Linked DNA regions of Zea mays: all the other regions are linked to region 4. Evidence: chromatin contacts called from public Hi-C data. All regions are on one chromosome and are shown on one strand. The core of a region is the stretch at or near the end of the contact, and the rest is flanking DNA. Distances in the headings are between cores, read along the strand shown. Region 1 holds the start of LOC100281978 (transmembrane 9 superfamily protein member 1). Region 2 holds the start of LOC100501927. Region 3 holds the start of LOC100194220 (putative RING/U-box superfamily protein). Region 4 has its middle 79 kb from the start of LOC100381576.

Region 1 (3,283 bases), core at 416-2,915, 230 kb before region 4:
TAATCACATCATGCTAACAAACAAGCTAAACATAAATAAAAATAATAGTAAACCAAACAGAGAAAACATATGCATAAAACAAATCTATGTGTTGATACGAATCTGTAGGCTCAAGAACCACTATAATCAGAGTTAAACCGAGAAAGTTATGGCAAAAACAAGTTTAGGATCAATTTTATATTTAAAAATTTATTTTCATGGACTTATTTGCAAAAACCAAGGAATTCTACGTAAATACAAGTTAAAACAGAGGGGATCCGATCTAAATATGTTTAACTCGAATGGCGGGTTCTATTCCTTTGAAACTCAGGGTCTACTCCATTAAAACAAGAATGAATGTGATACAACTTGAACTGTGGTGGATTTCTTTGCGAAACCAGAAAAGTTTAGGGGTCCTTTGAAGGTTGGGTGCAGTTGGGGGGATGCGATCGAGGTCATACGATCTTAGACTAGTGGCCCGATTCAAAATAACCGAACCGGTACGCATAAGATTTAATCTCTTAATTGTTCATTCTAGATCTATTAACACGAATTCGTCTCCCTTACCGACGACGGTTTGGGCAGTGCCCGCCGACGAGGACGCATGTAACGCTCTAAAATTCTATTATGGGTAAACTAGAAAAAAAACTTATTTCATGATTTAAATAAATATGTTTTCAAATAATAGATTATCTAAAAGATTATTATGTGAACTATCCTTTGGGTTAAAGATCTATTCTCTAAAAAAGAATTAAGTTAAACTATCACTTAATATAGATTTTACATAAGAAATTATATTCTTTTAAATAAATACGTGAATCATACAATAATTAAGGACCCTATACCTATTAAAAGGATAATGTCTTTATAATAAAACACATAAGCAAATACCCTGATATTATTTGAAATCTGAAATTGACACCGACAAAATGAAGGGAGTAATTGAATCAGCTACTTTTAAAATAAAGTAACGGTAAACTTGTCTTTGTGTATTTTAAAAGCTAAAAATTAGTCCACACATCTAGTTTTTTCTAATTAAACCAATTTTTAAAAACTAGGGTAGAAACGAGTTTCTTGTCCATTTAGTTGGGAAACGAGGCAGAATGGAGCCGCTTTATTTTACGTTTGGTTGAAGAGCGAACAGAATGGTCGAAGAGAAGCGACTCTAAATCGAGAATATTTACATTAGTTCTATGACGAGCTTGCCCCAAAAATTCGTTGGAATCTCACCATTCCACTTGTCCCTTTCTCTTTTAGGGCTTGTTCGTTTTGATGTGTATCCATGTGTATTGGATGGTATCGAGTCGATTTAAATCCATAATAGGTCAAAATACATCTCAATCCTACCCAATCCACTCTAATCCACATGAAACAAAAATAACCGAACAAACCGTTCCGCTGTTCTTAGAGTATGGAATCATCTAGCTCTCGAAATCTGCAATGAAACCGTTCCGCTGTTATTGCTCTCTAACCAAACAAACTTACAAACCTCAGAAATTGTGGTGCTTTCAAACAAGCCACAAGGTTATAACTTTTTTCTTAAATAACACCCAAAGCAGCAATTAACCATTAACAACATTATTTTTAAAAAATCGTGCTGAATGCAGCCAAGCCGCGGAATTTAGAAATCGCGAGTTGCCTGAAGTCAAAAGGAGAAACACGGCCGGCTCCTTCCATAGATCCAAGAGATTTCTCCATTCCCAAGCTGCTTGACCAGACAAACCATAAAAACTATTGAACTTTCAATACATCTCCTCCCGTGTCCGGTTCTTCCTCCCAAAATCTGCCCGAGCTTCTTTGCCCAGCAGATCCCCGGCAGTTGCATCCCCAAGCGCCCCTCCCCAGTCGACGGTTCTCACCCAATTCCGCCGCCCCATCGACGGGTTCGCACCAAATCAGCCGCCCCCGCAGCGGTGCGGGAGCGGCGCCGTTTGGACGCTTTCCCGCTGAAATCTCCCGACAGTGTCTCGTCATTTTGACGCCTGAGCTTTATCCGGGTGGAAAGTTTGGATCTTGGTAAGGATCTTAGGGGCTGGTGGGCTCGAGTCTGCGCAAGGATCTCGCCTTTGCGCGTTACATGTGCAGGCTGTTCTCTGGTGCGGGATCTCTCTAACTTGTCGGTGCTCTTGAACAGGTGCTTGCGGAGATGGCGAGTACGGGGGCGGGTGCTGTTCTTGCTGTGGTAGTTTTGGCTTGTGCACTGGGAGCCAGAGCTGATGGCTCTGATCATAAGTACAAGGAAGGGGATCATGTTCCTCTCTACGCCAACAAGGTCGGGCCTTTCCACAATCCAAGGTACAGCACACTCTTGCAACCCGCAAACTTTCGATACACCGTTCTCCTTACAATGCGAGTTTTAATAAGCTTGCTGTCTACCTTGGTGGTTAAGGTTGTGTCACAATCGGATTACTGATAAAACTCTACTGTTTGAAAGAGAGTAAAACGACCAAAAATCCTAATAGCTAATCCAAAATCACCTACTCAATTGGCAAGTGACTGTATGCATAGGAACTATGAGTAATCATGCGACAGAAATCTGACCAAGAGGAATCTTGCCCAGTGGTCTATTATGGATAAGAAATGACAGTTATAACAGAGATTTTCCCCCAATTGCTCGGCTTTTCAATGCATCAGCTTAAACATTACCGTGTGTTTCATAGGTCATGTTTTACTCAATTATAGGGCTTAACAATAGTTATGAATCGGCGTTAGGAGACTGGTATAGTGATATTCTTCAATTATAGAAACAGGGACACATTACTAAGGGTCTGTTTGGTTGGGCTGTGGCTGTGAAAAAAGCTGCTGTGGGTTGTGAGTTGTGAAAAAAGCTGTTGTGGACTGTGAACTGCTAAAAAACTAAAAACCGTTTGGTGGAAACTACTAAAAGTCGCTAAAAATTCTTCCATATATATTTTTACAGTTCCACCTAAAAGCTGCTAAAAGCAGGTCCAGAGGTGCTTTCAGTTTTGCACTACAAGAAAGTCGGCTTTTAGAAAAAGCTGCTTTCTAGATTCGGCCCTTGGTTTGACTTTTGGCTTTTAGGGGGCAAAAGCCAAAGCCAAAAGTCAAACCAAACACACCCTAAGTGTTTTCAGAGCTACTTATTTAGCTTGGATGTTTGATAATAATCTTGATAACTCCATTCTTCTACCATGCTGAATGTCATGCCATGAGCCATGGCACAAAGAATATTCCCTCAATCTTGCATAACTGAACAAATGAGTTGAGTATAGACTTGGTACTTCCACAATCCATCTGAAACAAATGAGATGAGTACAAACTACATACTTCAACAATAAAAACT
Region 2 (3,185 bases), core at 317-2,816, 160 kb before region 4:
GCTATTTTAGCACTTGTCAGATTTTTTATTTTTTAAAACATCAGTCACTTAAATATGAAACCACACCTCTTTTCACAAACACTAATATGATATGCAGTATGGTGTCCAAAGTTTTGTCTAAAAATATATCTACCTGACCTTAAAATTCATGGTTTCCCTTTATATAAAATTGTAGTTCCTGTGAGATCACAACATTTATATGAAACTGTAGACTTATCCAAAAATTTTGATGGCTCAAACTATGTCCTATATACTAGCTTAATATGTTCAACATGTTGTCGTTCCTGTCAAATCACAAAGATTAACCTATTCAAGGTGATCCAATCCCCTTAGCCCTATCCTTTGTCTTATTAGTCCATACTTCTATACAATATGTTGTTTCAGTTCGGTGTCTCTATCCTGAACTTCTGTATATGTGGTAAAGCACTCCCATCTAATGCCATTCTTAGTCGCGTTAATTTGTTGAATCAGGAAGAAAATGGGTTGCGACACAGTTGTCTACCTCACACTTTTATGAATTGATTTAAGAGTGTCATCATTTTTTCTCAATTCATCTATTAGTCTGCTACACAAATCCGTGATCTCCCTTTATTTTAATTGTGAGTCAACTATGTATAACTTCACGCTTTTGTGAATTGATTTAAAGGTATCACTATTTTCCCCAATTCATCTATCAGGCTGCTACACAAATTCTTGACCTATCTTTCTTTTAATTGTGAATTGATTTAAGTGTAAGTTGCATTCCTCATCTTTTTTAACATAATTCTCTCAGCAACCTTGTTGATTTTTCCTGCTACTGTTCTGACATTTTGCTCGACCTTTCGCTTCCCAGTATGAAGCAAAGCTCTTCCCTGGCTTGATCTATCGAATAAAGCAGCCAAAAATCACGCTGCTCATTTTTGTTACATACTATCCTTCTATGGAATCAATGTTGATTAATATTCGCTACATATTTATCATTGTTCATTTTTTATCAATGATAAAGCACATGTACAATCTTATATATCTTTTAAGATATATAAACGTCCACTTTTGGTGATGCTAATAAAAGTATAGAATAACATATAATATTTTTACATATCAATGTATTTTATCACTATTTGAATTGCACACAAATTTCATGTCATTAGTGTTAATTTGTGAGATATGGGGTTGATGATATATATGTTGTCCGTTTTCATGTAATCGTTGTGCACTAATATTTATCGAATAATTTATACGTCGTCGCAACACACGGGCACATACCTAGTAGACTATTAATTCACTATATAATCTCTACTACTCTATAAGTTCTCATTGTAGGCGTCCACACTCGTGCGCCATGTTCTCCCTCTCGACGTCCGTCTGCCCGCGCGCCCCGCTCCCCTTCCCTGGGGCGAGATGGATCCGCGGCGAGATCCCTCTGCGCACGGGCTGCTCCCCCACAAATCGCGCCTCCCCCACCGCGCATGACCGACTGACCCTCCGCGACGCCCTTCCATGGCAGCCGCCGCGCCCGCGCCATATATTTCTTCCCATATGTGCAGCCGCGATCCCTCCGCGCACGGGCGGCTCCCCACAAATCGCGCCTCCCCCACCGCGCATGACCGACTGACCCTCCGCGACGCCCTTCCATGGCAGCCGGCGCGCCCGCGCCAGAAATTTCTTACCATTTGTGCAGCCGCGATCCCTCCGCGCACGGGCGACTCCTTCCCATCTATGCCGACGCATCCATGGCAGCCGTCGCGCCCGCGCCAGATATTTCTTCCCATTTGTGCAGCCGCGCCCGCAAATCTCGCCTCCCCACGACGCCCTTCCATCCATGGCGTCTCGACATCCTCCGCTCCGCTCCTAGCCCACAACATCTTTCTTCCCATCCTCTCCCTCAAAGATCTCGTCCACTTGGTCTCGCGGCTGCCTTCCCCAACAGCGTCTGCTCAAGGGCTCCGGGCGCTGTCCTCGGGAGAGTACCGCGTCTGCGGGGTGCTCAGCAGCAGGGAGCTCCACTGCTGGCGTTGGCGCGGCCTCAACATCTCCAGGGACCTCCGGTTCGCCGTCGCCGCCGTGGGGGACAGCTTCGTGTGCGGGATCCTCAAAGGGACGCCGGCGTCCATCCGTTGCTCCGGGAACGACACGGCGGCAGCCGCTGTCGCCGGATTCCACCATCCGCTGCTTCGGCGACGGCGTGGCCGTGCCGCCAGCCTGACTCGTGCGCGCCCAGTTCCTCGACGTGCGCGCGTACGACAAGGCCTTTTGTGGCGTGTTCATGGCCAACTACTCCCTGGTCTGCTGGGCCCTGGTCTGCTGGGGCGAACCTGAGTTCAACGCCACCAACCGCCTCGTCTTCGGTCGCGTCTTACCGGGCCCCTGCCTGCCCATGTCCTTGTGCCAATGCGGCGTCTTGCCGGGCTCCGCCAACCTCTGCGACGATGGCCGCTGCGTCTGCGTCGACTGCGCGTTCGAGCTCAACGTCGCCAGGCCCAACGCATCGCTCGTCCCCGTGAAGGGCGACAGGAGTAGGAGGACCATGTGGATTACCATTGCAGCGGGGCCGCCGCTTTCCTTGTCTTCTTCGTGGCATTGCAGTTCACGCTGGTCCTGTGGTGTCACCGGCGCCGCGCCGCTGCAGGAACGAACAGGATACCTCCGGTGGTGCGCAGCAGTTGCTGATGCCGCCGAGGGTCGGGTCCAGCAGGAGTAGGGGGCCTGGCAGCGTGGTGGTGGAGAACTTCACGCTGGACATGCTCCACGCCTCGACGGACGGGTTCTCCGACGACAGCCAGATCGGGACCGGCAGCTTCGGGTCCGTGTACCGTGGCACCCTGCCCGACGGGCGCGAGGTCGCGATCAAGCACATCGAGGACTCGGCAAAGGCATCAAGCTCAGTGGCGTGGCACTGAGACCGAGAGACGGCGTTCGACTCGGAGCTGACCGCGCTGGCGCGTGCCAACCACAAGAACATCGTGTGTCTGCTGGGCTGCTGCGCTGACTCCGGCGAGCGTGTGCTGGTGTACGAGTTCATGGCGAATAGCACGTTGCACGACCAGCTCCACAGTCGCAGCCCCTTGGCGGCGGCTGTGTCGTCGTGGCGCGGCCACCTGACCATCGCGCTTGGTGCAGCGCGGGGCATCGAGTACATCCTGCTCGATGACGCGTGGACGGCCAAGATCGCCGACTTCGGGCTGTCCTCCCAGTGCCAGCGCCGG
Region 3 (2,838 bases), core at 143-2,642, 220 kb after region 4:
CTGCTGCTGCTTCGAAAGCGCTTTGTGTGTGTTGCATTGCCATGACCAGGCTACCCGCATCCGTGCTAGCTGCCACTTGAGTGTGGCTCGCTGGTCCTGACCTCACGATGTTGTGCTGCTGGCTGATCCGTATCGCCCTCAGGAACCGGAGCTCCCCTGCTTCACTTGCAGTCGCACCTTGAGTGGACTGCCCAAGTACGCTCGTGCCGACCATCTCCAGTCCACCAGCAGCAGCAGCAGCCGCCGCCACCCGGCTAGGGTGCACAGGCCTTGGTACCGCAAGATCGTCCCCGTCCAGCCCAGTGGCAGCCATCAGAAACTGCGGCCCAGAGACACCATGACCATCCACCGGCGTTGGAGCCGGCGCCGACAGCGCAGGAGCATCGGTGTACTCTTCACCGCTGCCGTCGAGCCAGGAGTACACTAAGGGATCAAACACCGGGTGCTCCTCCGGGTCCGGGGCGAAGAGCGCGTTCGACGGCGAGTAGGCCGCCGCCGCCGCCGCCGCCGGGGCGAGCGGTTCCTCGGGCTCGCGTGTCCTTGGAGCGTCCAGCGCGGCACCGGGACCCGAGTGGGACACCCACGTCGTTCGGGAAGGCGCCGAGGTGTCGAGCCAGAGTCGAGGCGGCGACAGCGGCGGGAGGCCCACGTACAGGTTCAGATCCATGCGCCTCCTGGCCCTGCTGCTCTCCGCCGCCTCCTTCCCCGCCATGCCCGCGTAGTCGCAGTCGCAGCAGCGCGGCGCCCAGTCGCTCTGGCGCCGATTAAATGATTAATACAGTACACACCTGCAGGACCCCACCCATGGACGAGACACCAGTCAAAAACAGGAAGAGCGAGCGAGCCTCCCCCTACTCCGAGAATGGCACAATGCCGGAGGTCAGGATCCAAATGGGGTCCAGCAAAATCGAACCTCCGGCACGAACCTATGGAGACTTCACCGGAATTTGGCGGCGCCGGAGGAGGGCCGAGGTTCTCTCAGGCCCCACCATCAGCGGCGATAGCGGTGGGGAGGAGCGTCCGAAACTGGTTCCAGGAGTGAATCATTTTTATTAAAAAAATAGAGTTTTACCCCTGCTTTTTTTTTCTAAAAAATGCACATTAACTGAAACAAGACTGGGGATACCACTTCAGCGAAAAAGGAAGGATCACAATTCACAAACTAATAATCCTAATGAAGAAACCCTAAATTTCAAACATGTCCCAAAGCTCCACCACTTGCAACCAACGACATGGAAGCGATGGGATTTGAGTTATGTATTCCTTACAGAGTTCAATGCGGTCGGAGACTCGAGAGTGGGCCCGGACTGTCAAGACCACGGCACAGGAGAAAGTGAGGAACCGGGGGGGAGGGGGAGTCAGAGACTGACACTTGGTTTTACTTCTCTTGTGTTTGGTGGTGGTGCCCTGAGGCCCGCTGGTGCCCCCGTTTTATAGCATGGAAATCATTTATTTTTGAATCAAAAAAGATTTGATCGCATTGATTATTAGAAGGTATTTTGGCAGATATTATATTTATACTATCTAGAGATATAATATCTTAGAGATAGAGATACTTCGGTGCTTGTTGTAGCGCGAGCAGGCTTCCTCCTCGTTTCGTCGCCAAAATGAGCGAGCATGAATATAGATCGCTAGAGGGTTTAACTATGGCAAAGTCACCGACTAGATACTCTGTACAGCACGGTAAATTCTGGTTTCGAGTAGATGAGTAGAATCATTAGTCGTGCCCTTAAGCCTCCATTTCTGGTTTCGAGCGACAAACATGTACGTATATACCATCAGTCATACCGAAAAATTCTCCGTTTTTTGTTCTCGACAACAACACGACAATCATAGAAGTAACGTCATTAGTCGTGCCTAAAATCCTTTGTTTTGACTTTCGACGACACAACCCGACAAACATGTACGTAGATGCCATTAGTCATACCGGAAATTCTCCGTTTCTGGTCTCGACAACAACACGACAAACATGTACGTAGATGTCATTAGTTAAACTGGAAAATTCTCCGTTTTTTATCTCGACAACAACACGACAAGGATAGAAGTAACGTCATTAGTCGTGCCTAAAATTCTCTATTTTGAGTTTCGACGACAACACGACAAACATGTACGTAGATGTCATTAGTCATACCGGAAATTCTCCGTTTCTAGTCTCGACAACAACACGACAAACATAGAAGTTACATCATTAGTCGTGTCTAAAGTCCTCTGGTTTGAGTTTCGACAACAACACGACAAACGTGTACGTAGATATCATTAGTCATATCATAAAATTCTCCGTTTCTGGCTTTGACAACAACATGACAAGCATAGAAGTAATGTCATTGGTCGTGCCTAAAATCCTCTGTTTTGAGTTTCGACAACAACACGACAAACATATAAGTAGATATCATTAGTCATACCGGAAAATTCTCGGTTTCTGGTCTCGACAACAACACGACAAACATAGAAGTAACATCATTAGTCGTGCCTAAAGTCCTCTGGTTTGAGTTTCGACAACAACACGACAAACATGTACTTAGATATCATTAGCCATACCGGGAAATTCTCTATTTCTGGTCTCGACAACAACACGACAAGCATATGAGTAACGTCATTATTCGTGCATATAATCCTTCGTTTTGAGTTTCGACAACAACACGACAAACATGTACGTAGATGTCATTAGTCATACTGGAAAATTCTCCGTTTCTGGCTTCGACAACAACATGACAAGCATAGAAGTAACGTCATTAGTCGTGCCTAAATCCTCTGTTTTTAGTTTCGACAACAACACGACAAACATGTACGTAGATGTCATTAGTCATACTCGAAATCATTTGTGTCAAGTCTCGACAA
Region 4 (3,300 bases), core at 33-2,532:
GGGGCCAAATCCGTTGTGCATTTTCTTTACTCAACTCTGTTGGTTCCTGCTTTGAAAAGTGTCTGCCTACCGCATTCTTTTTTCCTTTCTTAAAAGAGTATATAATTTCAGTGATAGGAAAGCCATTTGTCGGACAACCTGCCTACCCTAGCTTGTAGCTGCTCTCACTCACTCCTTTATTGGGTCACTTGACTGAGTTTCGGTATCGGTAGTAAAAGGCTAGCTATCGACTCCGCTGTCCTAGCAATTCCTTGTTTCTCGGTGTTTTTAGCGAAGAAGAGAATCTGTATTGTGAAATCGACCTTGTCGGGTTAATTCACAGGCTGGACCAAACAAATATCAATCATCCTTCCAGTGAAATTGAAATCCTAAACTCATTCCTCAATAACTACCATCATTTTGAGGGATTGAAATCTAACTTATGGAGTATGCTATTTATTTTAGAAAGTGACATTCCATAAATTTATAAAGTTTATATATAAGCCTATCTTAAATTCATGGGGGTGAGAGATGAAAATTGATTCTATAAATTTGCATGCTACTTTTTCTAATGTACAATTTATAGCACATTTTTCTATTTACTTCTCTATATCTTAAGTGTAGTGTATAATTACCAGAGCTATTATTACTCTTTTTAGTGTTAAATTGGTTTAGAATTAACTAGTGATTGATAATATTGTTCTATATGTGTGTATATTTTTTTAGCTAGCGAGCTAAACGAGTCAGCTCGAACTGAGATGGATCGAGAGCCACCCCTTACAAAATGATCTTATATGATCGACAGTTTTAGTTTTTAGGAATGTAGATAGGGTCTATCTTTAATATAATCTAGAAATACCATAACAAATTTATGACAACATGCATGTGTTTGTGTGAAATATTATTACTTGCAACAGTAGCAAACATATATAAAACTTGTACTTATTATATCAGAAGTTAAACTCTACTATGCTTAATCACAAACGGAAACTGTAGCAACATACCATTACCTAAATTTCAATGCATGCATACTGTACATGGCATCGACCTCTCCGTGTGGTAATGAAGCGAAGCCACAACGTCTGCACTGCACAAACTAAGCGAAACGTCTACACTAACACTGGTAGATGGTGCGGACGCGGAGGCAGGAGAAACTTTTGACCCGTTAACAGCTGGCATGTTGTGTGTGTGTGTGCCTGCACTGCTTGCAGACGTGAAAGATGCGCGCACTCGTACTAGGACCAGGCCAGCCCCACGTTCACGTTCACGTACAGCACAGCACGCGTCATCTCGCGACATCTCGTCTCCTCCCAGGCTCTCTCATCAACTCGCGAGGCAAGTGGGCCCCCGGAGGGGAGGACGCCTGGACCAGAGGGAGGGAGCGACGCAAAGGACGTCGGCCCACGTGACGGACGGTTCTGCCCTCCCGGGTCACACCCGTCATTTCACGTACGATACGATGCTGCCTGTGCCTGGTTGTTGTTGTGGTTGCCATTGCCAAGGGGAGAGAGAGGAGAACGAAAGCGACCGGGGCCGGCCGCGGGAGAGAGCCACCGCAACGGGAAAGAAAGAAAGGAGACGACAGGCGGGCAGGGATGTCCAGCCAGTGCCACAAGCGATCCGATTCATCAATCACTGCTCACGTACCGGGGTGCATGCCCGTACTCCACTCTACCCAGTGGTAGTGTGGTAAAGGGTATTTTGTACTGCTGCACGGCGTTGCTATCTTCAACACTGTGTGCGTGTCAACTTGTGAATTCCGTGCGAAAATTAATGGATGCATGGACCCTGCTCCCCTCCCCTCCACAGCACGAGATACGAGAGACTCAACTCCATCAGTTTAGTGTTTTAGCAGGGGTAGATTTTAATCCTTTCTCCAACAGATCCCTTAAAGAAGCGGTAGATTGTTTCTAGTGAGCCTAAAAAAACCTTATAAATGAGGGAGTTTTAAGGGGCTATAAAAAAGTTGGGAACACTTTAGCGGAGTTGTTGAAGACACATTTTTTACGTTTTTCAAAAAAAATGTATTCAGCGAGAGACTTCTAAGGAGCTTTAGGACCGATCCTCCCGGGATCCCCTTATCACCAAATCAACCCTTAGGGGAATTGTTGGAGACACTACCGTTAGTTCTAACATGTAACTGCTGTTACAGGTTAGAACTACCGTTACAGGTTAGAACTAATGGTAGTGTTGTATGGAGAATTAAATTTATATCTGATGCCAAATAGAACATTTCTATTTTGAGGGTGTTTTTAGTGTAAAATAGGAAATTGTCTCAAATACTAGTACTAGGAGGGAGAGAGAGAGCCAAACGCACGTGATTGGTACACCAGCCGTGTGCACCTTCTGTTTGCATATAATACGGTTAGGTAAGGACCTGCCATTATGGACTAGCAATAGCTCCACCTTCTATCTATCCAACAAGAAGCCACGTCGCTTTCTCTGACAGTGACATTTTCTTTTCACTCTGAGAATCGGCAATTTGTTTTTTTTTTTTTGAAATTTTTTTTGCTCCAGCCGTATTTACAAATTCTAAAAATTCGAGGAGAGAAAAATCGAAATGAAGCCGTAGGCGGCAGGCGGTACTGTAAAAAAAAAGGTAGAGGCTGACGAAAGTAGCAAGGATGATGGCATCCCACATCCACATGCATGCATCGGCGCCACTCGTGTCACCTCCGCCCATCCTTTTCGCTGTCCGCAGCTGTGGCTGCTCTTCCTCGTCTTGGAAACTGCGAAACAGAGGAGAGAGAGAAAAGACTACCAGTGGTAAGATGTCACGATCACGGCTCACTCACTCGAAATTGACGGCCATGTGATGTGCTTTCCGCTTCCCTTGGCATACTCACTTTTTTTAAAATGAAGACTGGATCCGGCTATATATCTACGCTTATATTAGCTATCGACTGGTCCATATTAAGCATCATTAGTTCCTATCTACTGTATAATAACCTTTACCATCGGGCCGTCACAATATGTTTTCTTTCACAGACTTTTAATTGACTTATTAACACGCTGTCTTGTTTTTTTATTGAAATACGTAGACACACATCTGGTTCCGTAGCTACAAGTAAAATAAAATTATGTGACAGCAGTAACAAGATTATATAACTCTAAGCATGATATTATGTCACTGAAATTGGTCGTTTTCCTGACTGAATCGTTCCAATACAATAATCAGCACCACCACTCGATTGATATTGGTTTGGTTGTAATTAACCAGAGTTTAACTTCTGGCTCTCGAGAAACAACGGTTATTGCTAATGTTTTCTTGTTTTCGGTCCTACACGAGACACGGAAACCGCTAAATCTTTTTCAGTATTT

Evidence for each region. Hi-C and Micro-C count contacts between places; a contact is called where the count stands out from the background.
Region 1: a Hi-C map of leaf shows a contact between it and region 4, with 6 times the contacts expected there. The contact joins the promoter of LOC100281978 here to the enhancer-like site in region 4. A contact is called at or near these places in 11 of 25 Hi-C or Micro-C datasets (bundle sheath, ear, endosperm and 4 more) and 1 of 3 datasets of contacts at active chromatin or transcription factors (seedling).
Region 2: a contact with region 4 is called in a Hi-C map of tassel, with 2.8 times the contacts expected there. The contact joins the promoter of LOC100501927 here to the enhancer-like site in region 4. A contact is called at or near these places in 5 of 25 Hi-C or Micro-C datasets (bundle sheath, ear, leaf and 2 more).
Region 3: a Hi-C map of leaf shows a contact between it and region 4, with 4 times the contacts expected there. The contact joins the promoter of LOC100194220 here to the enhancer-like site in region 4. A contact is called at or near these places in 7 of 25 Hi-C or Micro-C datasets (ear, endosperm, leaf and 1 more).

The regions. Positions count from the first base shown.
Region 1 is chr10:78,186,335-78,189,617 of Zm-B73-REFERENCE-NAM-5.0, reverse strand. It overlaps LOC100281978 (transmembrane 9 superfamily protein member 1), which reads left to right and starts at 1,665. Exons shown (of 8, transcript NM_001154895.1): 1 at 1,665-1,995; 2 at 2,114-2,274. The coding sequence starts at 2,126.
Region 2 is chr10:78,116,257-78,119,441 of Zm-B73-REFERENCE-NAM-5.0, reverse strand. LOC100501927 reads left to right here and starts at 1,566. Exons shown (of 1, transcript NM_001196565.1): 1 at 1,566-3,185. The coding sequence starts at 1,614. The coding sequence ends at 2,483.
Region 3 is chr10:77,739,359-77,742,196 of Zm-B73-REFERENCE-NAM-5.0, reverse strand. LOC100194220 (putative RING/U-box superfamily protein) reads right to left here and starts at 1,392. Exons shown (of 2, transcript NM_001139261.1): 1 at 1,269-1,392; 2 at 1-788. The coding sequence starts at 712.
Region 4 is chr10:77,958,228-77,961,527 of Zm-B73-REFERENCE-NAM-5.0, reverse strand. No RefSeq gene overlaps it. Among protein-coding and RNA genes, the nearest start is that of LOC100381576, 79 kb to the right of the region's middle. Within about 2 kb of position 1,282, at least 18 of the 20 cell types and tissues checked have an H3K27ac peak or open chromatin away from gene starts, as enhancers often do. A contact at or near this core is called in bundle sheath, ear, endosperm and 4 more, where this site is marked.